Linked DNA regions of Arachis hypogaea: region 1 is linked to region 2. Evidence: chromatin contacts called from public Hi-C data. All regions are on one chromosome and are shown on one strand. The core of a region is the stretch at or near the end of the contact, and the rest is flanking DNA. Distances in the headings are between cores, read along the strand shown.

Region 1 (6,603 bases), core at 2,861-5,360, 48 kb after region 2:
TATGGTAATGCAAGATATTTACAGCTAATAAAACGGGATACACCAAATCAACTAAAAACTGAAAGGAATTTGTTTTCTAATAATTCCTAATATTTAGCCGTGACATATGTGGCTTGATATGCATCAGATTTCATTACCCCCCCTCAAGTTGGGGCATGTAAGTTACTAATGCCCAACTTGTCCAACATTGATGCGAATGAATGGGAGCTCAGAGCTTTAGTCAAGATATCGGCAACCTGAGATTTTGTTGGGACATAGGAGGGAAGGATGAGGCCCTGGATGACAGCATCACGAACAAGATGACAATCAACCTCAATATGCTTAGTACGCTCATGAAAAACAGGGTTCTTAGCAATATGAAGTGCTGCCTGGCTATCGCATGAGAGAGGTATGGGTTGTGTGTGGGAGATCCCGAGACTCAAGAGCAGTTCCTTTAACCATTTGAGTTCACAAGTGGTATTAGCCATGGAGCGATACTCGGCTTCTGCAGAGGACCGTGACACTGTATGCTGTTTCTTTGTTTTCCATGAAATTGGTGAGTTGCCAAGGAGAATAACCCAGCCAGTGAGAGACCGACGAGTAAGAGGGCAACCCGCCCAATCAGAATCACACCAAGCATGCAAGGTAAAATCGTTTTCCCGGCGCAATAAAACACCTTGCCCAGGCCGGCCTTTTAGATAGCGAACAACTCGTAAGGCAGCCTGCCAGTGTTCTTCATGAGGCTGGTGCATGAACTGAGAAAGAATGTGAACACTGTATGAGAGTTCCGGGCGAGTGAAGCACAAATAAATGAGACGACCAACCAAACGACGATACTGGGCTGCATCAGAGAGCAAAGGTCCTTCAGCCAATGCAAGACGATGATTTTCTTCAATAGGTGTAGACACAGGCCGAGAGCCAAGCATGCCAGTCTCCATGATAATATCTAACACGTATTTGCGTTGGTTAAGAAAAATGCCAGTAGGAGAGCGAGCCACTTCCACCCCTAGAAAGTATTTTAGTTTCCCCAAGTCTTTCATGTGGAAGCATTGATTTAAGTAGTCCTTGAACTGGCGAATAGCAAGAGAATTATTACCAGCCACGATAAGGTCATCAACATAAACGAGCACCACAAGTTGAATATTGTGATGACGAGAGACAAACAATGAGTGATCGGAGGCACACTGCTGAAACCCGTATTGAAGGAGGGCAACAGAAAGTTTAGAGAACCAGCAGCGCGGAGCTTGGCGGAGTCCGTAGAGGGATTTTTGAAGTTTGCACACCATGCCAGGAGTGCTTAGATGCTCTTGCGGAGGCTGCAAGTGTGACATTGGGTCACGATTAGATAAGAGAAGGGAAGAAGAAAAGGTGCATCAATTTCTAATGGGGTTAGAAGACGTAAGCTATAGCACAGTGCGATCTAATATTCTCGCAACGGATCCTCTACCTTCTCTCAACAGGGTGTATGCAACTTTGGTACAGGAAGAGAGAATGAAGATGATCAGCAGAACCAAGGAAGACAAAGGAAGCTTAATGGGACTGGCAGTACACACTGGGTACAAGCACAAAAGCCGAAATGAAATAAAGCCACTCATATGTTCTCACTGCGGAAGAACAGGACACGAGATCAAGGGGTGCTTTCAACTGATTGGGTATCCGGAATGGTGGGGAGATCGATCTCGAGACGAAAAGGGAAGCAACACCAAGACCTCGCATAAGCAGGGAGGACGCTTGCGAGGGGGGGCTGTCATACGTGCCAACACAGCACAAGCCACAACAGAAAAATCAAGTAACCATGAAGAAGAAATAGGAGGAAGCGCAGTGACTGGACTTAGCCAAAAACAATGGCAGACGCTGTTAGAGATGCTAAATGGCAACAACGGAAGTAGAACTGAAAGCATGACTGGTAAGGAAGGATATGTTGTGTGGATTATAGATAGTGGAGCCTCTAACCATATGACAGGGAATTCAAGAGATCTAAGGGGTCTAGAGCGTATTGAAGGATGCACGGTGGGGCTACCAAACGGAGAAGAAGTTCTTGCTAATACAAAGGGAACGGTGACTCTTGATGGAGGACTTAAATTGACCAATGTTTTATATGTGCCAAAACTAAGATGCAATTTGATTTCAGTATCACAATTAACAAAGGATGCAAATTGTACTGTACTATTTACTCATGAGCTTTGTGCTATGCAGGACCTCATTTCGAGGATGCTGATTGGAGCGGGTGAACAAAGAGATGGGCTCTACATGTACCGTGGTGTTCGCAAATTCACAGCATGTCAAACCCAAGAGAAGAGTAGTATTGATCTTTGGCACAAGCGAATGGGACATCCTTCCTATAAAGTGGTACAAATGTTGCCGAATTTGAATGGTGGTTGTAAATCTGAAGAGAATAATAAATTATGTGAAGTTTGTGAAAAATCTAAACAAACACGAGATAAATTTCCATCAAGTGATTTTCATGCAACACATCCTTTTGATTTAATACATTGTGATTTATGGGGACCTTATCGTACCCCCTCTTCTTGCGGAGCATCTTATTTTTTAACAATTGTTGATGATTATTCAAGAGCAGTTTGGATCTATTTGTTGTGTGAAAAGCGGGAAGTGTCAAGTGTGATGATTAATTTCTTTGCTCTTATTGAAAGACAGTTTAATAAACAAGTCAAAGAAGTACGCAGTGATAATGGGACCGAGTTCATCTGTATGCGTCCATATTTTTTGCAGCATGGAATTGTTCATCAAACATCTTGCGCTGGGACACCCCAACAAAATGGAAGGGTGGAGAGAAAACATAGACATATCCTTAATGTAGCTCGTGCACTGAGATTTCAAGGATCTTTGCCCATTCGATTCTGGGGAGAATGTGTTTTATCTGCGGGACACTTGATCAACCTAACACCATCATCTGTTCTTAACGGGAAAACTCCTTTTGAAATGATACATGGAAAACCACCTGACTATAATCATCTTAGAGTTTTTGGCTCATTGTGTTATGCGCACAATCAACAAACCATGGGTGATAAATTTGCCAGCCGAACTCGTACATGCACATTTGTGGGATACCCATTTGGAAAGAAAGGATGGAAACTTTATGATATGGAAAGAAATATTTTCTTTATATCTCGTGATGTCAAATTTGTAGAAACCGAGTTCCCGTTTGCGTGTTTGGCCCAAGAAAATTTGGTTTCCACTTCTTTAGTGCATGAGGAGAAATTTTTGGAGCCCGTTAATAATAAGTCCACACTTGATCACAAGGAGGTCCTTCCTCAGACTAATTCCAATGACGAGTCCATTGTTGTTGTTGGGGGAGGTGAATCTCCACATACAGACCCAACAAGGACAGCTTGTACCCAGTGTGTACTGCCAGTCCCATTAAGCTTCCTTTGTCTTCCTTGGTTCTGCTGATCATCTTCATTCTCTCTTCCTGTACCAAAGTTGCATACACCCTGTTGAGAGAAGGTAGAGGATCCGTTGCGAGAATATTAGATCGCACTGTGCTATAGCTTACGTCTTCTAACCCCATTAGAAATTGATGCACCTTTTCTTCTTCCCTTCTCTTATCTAATCGTGACCCAATGTCACACTTGCAGCCTCCGCAAGAGCATCTAAGCACTGGTTCATGGTTTGCCAACTCATCCCAAAGAGTCTTCAGTTTTCCATAGTATTCCACCATAGCCAGTCCTTGTTGTTTGCACTCGGCAAGTTCAGCTTTCAATTGTTGAATTCTAGGACCATTCACGATGGAAAATCGCTCCTTGATTTCTTCCCAGAGATCCTTTGCATCTTCAGCGTATGAGATGGTGGAGCGCAGCCGTGGCTCAATCGTATTCATCACCCATGAGACAAGCATGGATTGAACCGTCCACCAATCCTCCATTTCAGATGCCCCTTCTTGTGGCTTCTTGTGAGTTCCATCTAGAAACCCCCATTTTCTCCTAGCACGTAGCGACACCTTCACAGCTCGAGCCCATTCTTCGTAGTTCTCTCCTCGTAATTGCACTTGTGTGATTACGTTTCCAGGATTGTCGCTAACGCTCAGATCATAAGGCGATGGTCCTTTGTTGGATCCATCTTCGTCCTTTTTTGAATCCTCTCTTTTTGGAGGAGTCACACCTACTCCAGCCATTTCAGCGGCGGAGGTTTCTTTTGTGTGATGATTATCAGAGCCAACTTAGCTCTGATACCATGCCAAATTGCCTTGTGTTTTATTGAATAGCATATCAATTATATATACAGTACTCTACCTAACAATTAGCTACCTGATTTCCTAATTATGGTAATGCAAGATATTTACAGCTAATAAAACGGGATACACCAAATCAACTAAAAACTGAAAGAAATTTGTTTTCTAATAATTCCTAATATTTAGCCGTGACATATGTGGCTTGATATGCATCAGATTTCATTATTTTTTAAATTTATTTTTAAAAATTTTTTTAATTTAATTAATTTTTAAAATATTACAAATTAATTATATTTATTCTTCAGTTTAATAATTTTTATCAATAATTGAAGATGTAAAACGTTAATTGAAAATTAAACACTTACTAAATATATTTATAAAAATATATTAATTTAGTTAATTTCTTCAATTATATAAATTATAAAATTATAAAGAATTTTATTTTTAACACTTAAAAATTAAAATCATAAAACAATCTGTAAATTCACACCCTTCCCTTCTTCTGGTACTACACTGTACCATTGCATTTTGTCGACATATCCTTGTTCTTCAGTTTTGGACCCCCCCCTCTCTCTTTTCTCTTCTCTCTCCTCTTTTCATTTTCTTTTTTATTTCTCATGTCACACTTCTCACTGTAAAAAAAATTATTTTAAGGTGTTGTTTAATTTACTTTTGCCTGTCAAATATGTGTTGATAAATATCTGTTGACTACAAACTGAAGACTGTATTATGGAATGAATCTTAGTGCATGAAAATATTTTCTCAACAAAAAATACACATAAACAAAAAAAAACTGAAAATGGTATTTAGTTTATTCGAATAATAAGCAATTTATAATAATTCTTTTATTTATGAAATGAGTTGTACACTTTTAGTTTCCTTTCTTTCCGTTAATACTCAATATTTTTTATTAAAATTAGTAAATCTAATTTTGTTTAAATTTTAAAAATAATTTATAAAATTAAAATCAATATATACATATAAATATTTTAAAATATTAATATTTTAAATAATTTTAATTATTAATTTCAATTAATATATATCATATATATTTTTTATAATTAAAATTATGGACTAACATCACTAGAATAACTGTTTTTAGAATATTTGAAATTCTTTCCATAGATATAAGGTGGGACCCGAAAAGCGACTGCATGGTATTGCAAAGGCGAGGTTGTAACTTGTAAGGCTGTATGCTTCGTTTTCCGACATATCTAGTTGGCCCATTGGCCCACGTGTCAAATATTTAACAAGCGCGTGTGTTTCTGAATTCTGATAGCTCTCACAACCACACCAATCTTCCAATCAGCACAACCACCCTTCCTATTTCAACTTCTTGCTTTAAACCTGCTAGTTTTCTTTTTTTTTTTTTTTAAGGGTATTTTTCGTCAAACCTCAAAACTAATCTTTTTCATTTATAGCCACCTCAATATCAAGATAGTTAGGTCAAAAGTTTTAAGATTTTTTTATATTTAAAATGTAGTTTAAACCTTTAATATTTTGTTATATATATATTCTTTTATTTAATTATGTCTTTTTTAATCTATCATATTCTATAGTCTAACAAATTAAAATTTAATTCGTCAGGAATTTAAATTTTATTTAAAATTTTTTTATTAATTAATAAATTATTGTATATATAAAAAAATTTTATTTCTGACATTTAATTAAACGAATGAATAAACTTCTCAACCATGTCATCTAATTATAATGCTACCGGCTGCTGTTTCTTCTAAGTTCTAATACTTTAATTTCGTCGAATCAAATTCTATATTTACTTTTGGGTCAAACCACCCCATAATTCCATATGCGCCTGTCACACTTCAATAACATATGCTTTCGTTGTGTTGATCCAACTATATAGCAACTACTTCCAATTATATTCCACGGATCAATATCATACGATTCCCTGTCCTTTTTTCTTTTCATATTTTCAAAAGGGGCATAACTACTTTCCGTGATTGATTTTTCTTGCTACGTTTTTGTTCTGTCTACGTTGTTTCACTTGCTGAAGGAACAAGACTATTGGAATTTGGAACACTAGCTTTTACCCTTATTTAATTTCTTACCGTGGATCATATATGGGGTGGTTCAAAACTAAAAAAGCATACCTTTACTTACAGGATTCCTAGGGGAATATCCCGAATAATAATAATTGCTGGGTAATTTAATTAACCGTGCCCTATGTATGTGCTTTCATAGCTACACAAGCATCGAAAGTTACAAAGAATCTTACTAAAGATATTGGTTATTAAGGTTATTATTTATGTGTCTTAACATTAGCAAAACTCAATTATATATTTAAATCTAGTGACAGATTAGAGGGACTAAAAGTGTTTCCAACTCTTTCAGAGATGTGTAACCCAGACAATGGAACAAGAAACAGACAGCAGATGAACACAAATAAAATAAAAATAGAAAGAAATTATAAAGAA
Region 2 (6,814 bases), core at 1,534-4,033:
TGGCAAGGACGTGGGTTTCGTCCCGCTTGTGTTATTGATGAGGGACCTGCACCAGACAAAGATGGTGATTTTATCCCGCTTGCCGTAGTTGCAGTGTGATGTGGGGATGGTAGTTTCATCCCGCTCACGAATAGACAAGTTGAGGTTAAAGATTCCCTCTCTTGTTACATTGGGAGATTGGATAGAAGGTTGAGGATTCCCTTCGATTCAATTTTTAATTGTGGTGTGAACGAGTTAGGTTGAGGATTCCTTATTGTTGCATCACAGTCTCTCTTTGAATGTGAAGTGTGTCAGATAGTATATTCCAAGAGTGTGGCAGGCATTATATCCCAGATAGCGCTGCGTCCAGTGAGATGGTGGAAAGTTGAGGATTCCCTTCTTTATGTTCCTCTTGGGGAAGCACGATGGAGAGATGACATACGGGTTAGCTACCAAATGTGTCGAGTCTGGCAATTTAACTGATACGTGAGCTCACAACTAGTAGGACAGATATGCATCATGTGCATTTGTTTGCTCTTGTTTTGGGTGTGCATAATTACTTGGTTTGCCTAATTGATAATATGTTTAACTATTAATTGTGCTACTTGTCAGAATTGCTCTCTAATTGTAATTGCTTTGTATTGATTATTGTTTGTGTTTGATTCCATTGAATAGACTTGTGACTGAGAATAATGATGATAAATGTTGGGAATAGATGAAACTAGTGGTAGTTAAAGTATTTTTGCCTTAGCAAACTAACCCTGTACGGATTAGTTAGGACCCTGGACTTGGATTATTGTGAAGTTAGAGATCAGGATTACCTAGAGGGTTCATGTTTTTTTTTATATAGTCTTTATTCGGAACTGTTACCCTACTGAGAACCTTTGGGTTCTCACCCGTTGTTGTTATCATGTTTTTTAGATACATGACACAACACACCTCGGTGAGAGTGCGGAAGTTTTGGGTGACGAATTGAAAAGGATCACTTTTGAGATATTTTGTTTTGACACTAGAGATTTCTCCACTTTTGAAACTTTGTTGTATATGACTGTATATTTCTCTTAGAGGCTTTTATTTGGAGAAATAGGCTTTCTATTTTGTATATTCCTTAGTGTTATAACATTTTAGCCGGCTTTTCTTCGCGAGTCGAGACTAGTAATTGATATGTAGTATAGGTTATTATGTATCTTCACTTTGAACTTATGATATATTCTGCTTTTGTATACAATGCTTTAAGGCGTTCGTATGTGATTAACAGCTGACAACGTTTAATTTTTCTTTACAGGCTCCTAGTTATAATATTATTCTTATATAACTATATATGTATTTTCTTTTCTAAGTGCCGTAATGTCTCGCACCATTAATTTATGACTTAAGTATAAAACTCTGTGTGGTATGGTGTTACATATAGCAATAGAAAATAATTTAAGAAATAACTACAAAGAATTATTTAATTATTGTGGTGTGTGGGTAAAAAATTGAGGTGAACAATATTCAATGGAAAAAGAATAGCGCATCGATAATCAAATAAAAACGAAGAAAACACTCAGTGGTCTCTTTGGTTTCTTAAGGTCTTTGATACCTTTTTCCTTCCTGATTTATATGTTGCCTTTGGCGACCGCCATTCCTTTTTTATTCACAACAAGTCTAACAACATTACACAAAAATCACGAAATAGCATATATATAGAACACCTAAATCCAAATCCAACACTTGAAAATTTACATTAACTTGTTATCTTCATAGTTTTACATTTTAGAACTGAAAAATCTTAAACTCTAATTATTTTGTCCAATTTATCCTAAAACACGAGTCAGATGAAAAAAGAAAATAGAGTAACGACAATTGAACAAAAATTAACGATACTTACTCGAGATTTGTTCTATTGAATTCGCCTTTCCACTTTGCACCTTTCATGACGGGAGTTGCAATCAACGTAATCAGGTTAGTTTTCTTGGCATAAAATCGAATGAAACAACAAAAATTGTAAAAAAAATGGCGACAATTAAAAATAAATACGAACCAAAAGGTGGATAGCAGGGTTGAGAACCTATGTTTGGAAGAGGGACCAAGAGAATCATACAAAGTTTACCAAAGATAGAGAGTAGACCAGCGAAATCGAGGATGTAACTCATAGAGAGAAAGCGCAGACAAGAATCTAGCTCAAAAAGAGAAAGAGAGCAAACCAGTATTGATAGTCAGACTTGAAGAGAAACACGAATTAAAAAGAAGAAAATGGAATTAAAAGCCTAGAGATTGAGAGTGAAAACGACGCAATGAGAGAAAAAGCTAGAAAGAGCAAGAGAGGGAGAGAGTGTGTCTCACGCAGTTAATGGTATGAGGTGAAAAAGAATCGAGCAATTCTCTCTTTTTTCGTTTTTTTTTTTTTAATTGGAAAAAAAAAGAATATGCCATGTGCCACGTGGTTTTAAAACCCATGGCATTTATACAAGTAGAAGATTTATTTTATTTTTTTCCCACTATATTTGTCCCTTGACGAGAGCTTGGATAGGACCTGCCTACTCAATTTTGTTTTCGGCCACAACCTCTGTACTTTTCTTATATTATGGGTTGTTCTATCTTATAATGGAAGCCTCATGCCCTCATCCATAACAATTAAATTGGGTCTCAAGTTTTCTAGTTACAAAACCCATCTCCATGTAATAGGGTATATTATTTCTTGGCCCATCTAGAAACCAATTTGTTAGGTAAAATGGCCATGATGTGGTCCCACATCTATCAAGATGATCAGTTAGTGCTGAATCGGGTCTAATCCTTTGACTAAAATCAAAAACATGAGTCTTCAGGTTGGAGTAATGGACCTTCAGGTTGGAATTATGGTTTTTGTCTGCAGCTTTCGTCTATGGGCCTTAAGCTCTCAAAATATGTGATGTTCTTTCTCATTATCCAAAAATAAAATACGATACTGTTGATTAACGACCAAAAACAAAAAGACATTTGATTTTTGGATCGGATAGTACTTATCATTTCCATCAAATTTCATATTTAGAAATCTCCTTGTTAACTGGTTTAATAGCATTTTATATATTTCCTTGAAAAATAGTTCCAATTCAAAAAGATGTTTTATTTACGGTGAATAAACGCACAAAATATTCTGAAGTTGGGATCTTTTCTATTTTCTCTTATACTTGCTAGTTGCTTTGAAGCCGGTTGATACATTTGATAGCTGTACCAACAAAAGTATATATACACACTGAAATAAATTGAAGTTAGGATAGGGTTGCAATATGGGGCCATATGTCTAAAAATAAAACCATAACAACATATAAGATATAGACAAAACTAAAAAAAGATATAGAAATATATCGAAGTTAGTTTGACAAAATTAGAAAACAAATAACACACAAATTCAGCACCAATGCTTCTAGCTAGTTCTACTTTGTTGTCATTTGCCCTGCATAATCATTGTTCCGGATCCGATTTCTGGGTCTTCCGTCGGAGCCATTAGTATCCGAATACTTGGGTTCAGGCCATTATCGCAGTCCAAACTGGCCCGCTAACTATAAATTCCTAACCAATATTTAAATTCAAATATTTCTCTTATCTTAATCAACAAAATAAAATAAGATAACAAACACAAATTATATAAAAGGAGTTAAGACCTTCCTCAAATACGTTATACATTCCTAATACACACATATACTTCTTAGATTCATTCTGAGTTAAGCATCGGAGTGTCTTTGCAGTACTACTCTCTCCCTCCCGCCGCTCCGAAAAGATCTGATTCAAGTCACAATCCATACTAGCAAAGTATAGTACATTGGTACTGTACTGTCTATGAGAACTTGTCAAGTCTTGGCAACATGACGGAAGAATTTGATGAACGATCCTCAAACCTTCACCATGGGTTAGACCCACCCAACCCAACGAATGAACCGCGGGATGACGTCCTCCTGCCGACTCACGGGAGAATAACCAACACCATGCACTGCCAGTCAATCCCTAATAAGCAGCGATCGAAAGAAGATGATCCCCAACTCAATAAGGCCAGAGCAACCGACGGCCTATAAGACAAAGCGATCCAGATAATCTAAGAACTCTATCAAAGAGTACAAATTCTTGAGGGTCGAGTCGCCTCCAAAGAGCGATACTAGCCAGAACATGCAAGACAAGAAACCTCCAAAAACCGATCACGCGCGAGAAACCAAGAACAAAAGGTCATCCGAACAGCGACACACGGGAAATGACGGTACCAAAGCGTTTTCCGTGAGCCAGAGTGCCGACACAACGACGACGATAGAAGACACCGACGAGACTCCAAACGGACAAGGAGCGAGCATGTGATAATGGAAGCCACCTTATTCACCGAGAGAATTCTAAAAGCCAAGCTATCGAACAATTTTGACAAGCTAACCGACATGCAATACGATGGAACAAAAGATCCAAAGGAACATCTCATGACCTTTGAGAACAGAATAAACTTAGAAAGGACCACCGATGCAATTCGGTGTAGGGCCTTTTTGGTAATCTTAGTCGCCCGCCATTTCAGCATTTAAAAAAAATATGATATATAAATTTTACTTATTGTTAATTCACATATAAAATTATCTTTTTGTTTTAATTCTTTTTTACAAAAGTATTAATATTAACTATAACTTATTGCATAATTCACCAATACAATTATATAATTTATTCAACGTCCATTATTTCAAAGAAGAGATAAAAACATTACAGTATAGAGTTCAAATTGTCGAGCTATTTGGCACTAAATAAGACGTCTATTTTTGTCTTTTCCTCTTTCATGGTAAAATTAGACGTGAACATTATAACAAAACTACACCACAAATAAATTATAAAGATCCGGACCGTACTTAGAATTTTGATCTTCCAAAAACGTAAATGGTATACGTGGAGTTTTTCGAATAGTAGCACACGAATTGATTAAGCTGTCACACTCACAAAGCATAAGAATTCCGTATTTTTGGGCATTATTATGTACAGTCCAACCTTCTTTTCGAAGTGCCCACGGACATTAACGTCGATTCCTCAAACAATATAAACTACTTAATTAAAAGATCACACAATTGGAGACTCGAGAAAAACTTTGGGTGATTAAAAAATCGAAGAGGGGAAAAGGAGCACGTTGTTTAAGGACAGGACAAGCACGTGACCCCTACTAAAGTCCAAGTTTATCCTCACGTTTTTTTTTTTTTTTTAACTAAGACCAACTACTACTACATAGTACATACTAGCAGATTAGAAATCACTTAATCACTTACTTTAAACGAGAATACGCATGGCGTGGATCTTAATTAATCAGATTATTATTATTATTAATATTGGTAAACCAAATACGTAAAAAGCAGGGTCCGCCTCGAAAAAATAGGTTTGAGGCTTCGTTGAATCCACACAGCGGTGGCACCGGAGAGCCCCCACGTGGTCCCTCGTGTCTAGCACGTTCAAACCCTTATTTCAAGGCATTACTATCTTTCTCCCATCTCTGTTCTCTCCCACACCATCCCCTTTTTTAGTTCTCAAATTTCATGCACAATAAATTAATATTAAAATAAAGCATTGTTTTTATGCTACTGTTCCCATTAAATTTCAATTTTAAAATGTCTTGCTTTCTACTAACAATTTCGAGATTTTTTTTCAGATGATAGACGAAACCATTTCGAATTTTATTTAAATAAATAATTTAAATATTTTATTTATAGATATAAGTTATTTATAGTATATTTATCAATTTTTATTTCTTTTACATATTTTATTTATACTATAAACGAATTAAAATTACTTATATTTTGTTTACAACTAAATAATGTTTATGATATAATTTGGATCAATTTACAAAATAAAAAAGATATAATTTATTACTATTTAAATCAAATTAAGTCAATTTATAAATAATATTTAGATATAATATAATTTAAATTAAACAAAATAAAATTTAGAAGTAAATTGGTATCCTGAAAAAAATAACTACAAGTAATTTCTCAATAAAAATTATTAATAACTATTTTTTTTTACTTTCAAATGGTTTAGTTCACGAATTCTAAATGGATATGAAAAGATTATACCATTTGAATTATAATTTGTTCGCTTTTTATATACTCTCTTTAGTATTAATGTTTAAATTTAAATTATATTAATTTTAAATTTTGTAATATAATCATTATTTATAATATTAAGAATTTCTTATTAGTTTCAGTTAAATTTCGAATCTTAGTACATTTATTATAAGACAAAAAATTATTATCATTAGATTAAAGTGTTGCGTGCAATTTCAAGAGTTTAAATACCAACATTTTTTAGGTATACTTTTACTATATAGAATTGAAATGCTACGTGGTCATGTAGCACAACAAACTTAACCCTTTTTTTTAACGTGTTCCTCACTCACACGGAATCTCGTCTATGCTTCTAACCTTAGATAATGTTTAATTACCATATCCAATATACATGTATATCTTTCCCAATGCTATCTTCTCTTCAAAAGCAGGCAACTATGCCTCTGAGATCTGAGCTCACTACAATTGTAAACGTTAATGTGGCTCATAATTATATTATTATTATTATTATTATATGATTCCAATGCAACACAAGGGGAACTAACAATTAATTAAAACATTTTGCGTCTCAATTATTTGAAAGGGTAGTGGAATAGAATAGTAGGATTAAAAATAGATGGGAGAGTTGAAGCGCGTTAAGGTAGGAGAGAGTGCATGGCGATCAATGGCCAAGATTTGAATCTAACAACTAAGTTATTAGCATAGCATATATAAATAAATAAATAAATAAATTATTTATATTTAGTAGTAGAGACAAGCCAAAGGTTGTATGCTAAAAGATGTCCGGTGAATGAGGAACCCTC

What was found. A called contact is a pair of places that touch in the nucleus more often than the background predicts.
Region 1: a Hi-C map of an unstated tissue shows a contact between it and region 2, with 8 times the contacts expected there. The contact joins the promoter of LOC140183141 here to the enhancer-like site in region 2. A contact is called at or near these places in 2 of 8 Hi-C or Micro-C datasets (leaf and an unstated tissue).

Annotation. Positions count from the first base shown.
Region 1 is chr20:107,807,138-107,813,740 of arahy.Tifrunner.gnm2.J5K5, forward strand. LOC140183141 reads right to left here and starts at 4,111. Exons shown (of 2, transcript XM_072231162.1): 1 at 3,504-4,111; 2 at 3,397-3,409. The coding sequence starts at 4,111. The coding sequence ends at 3,397.
Region 2 is chr20:107,760,903-107,767,716 of arahy.Tifrunner.gnm2.J5K5, forward strand. No RefSeq gene overlaps it. Among protein-coding and RNA genes, the nearest start is that of LOC140182568, 27 kb to the right of the region's middle. Within about 2 kb of position 2,784, at least 3 of the 3 cell types and tissues checked have open chromatin away from gene starts, as enhancers often do.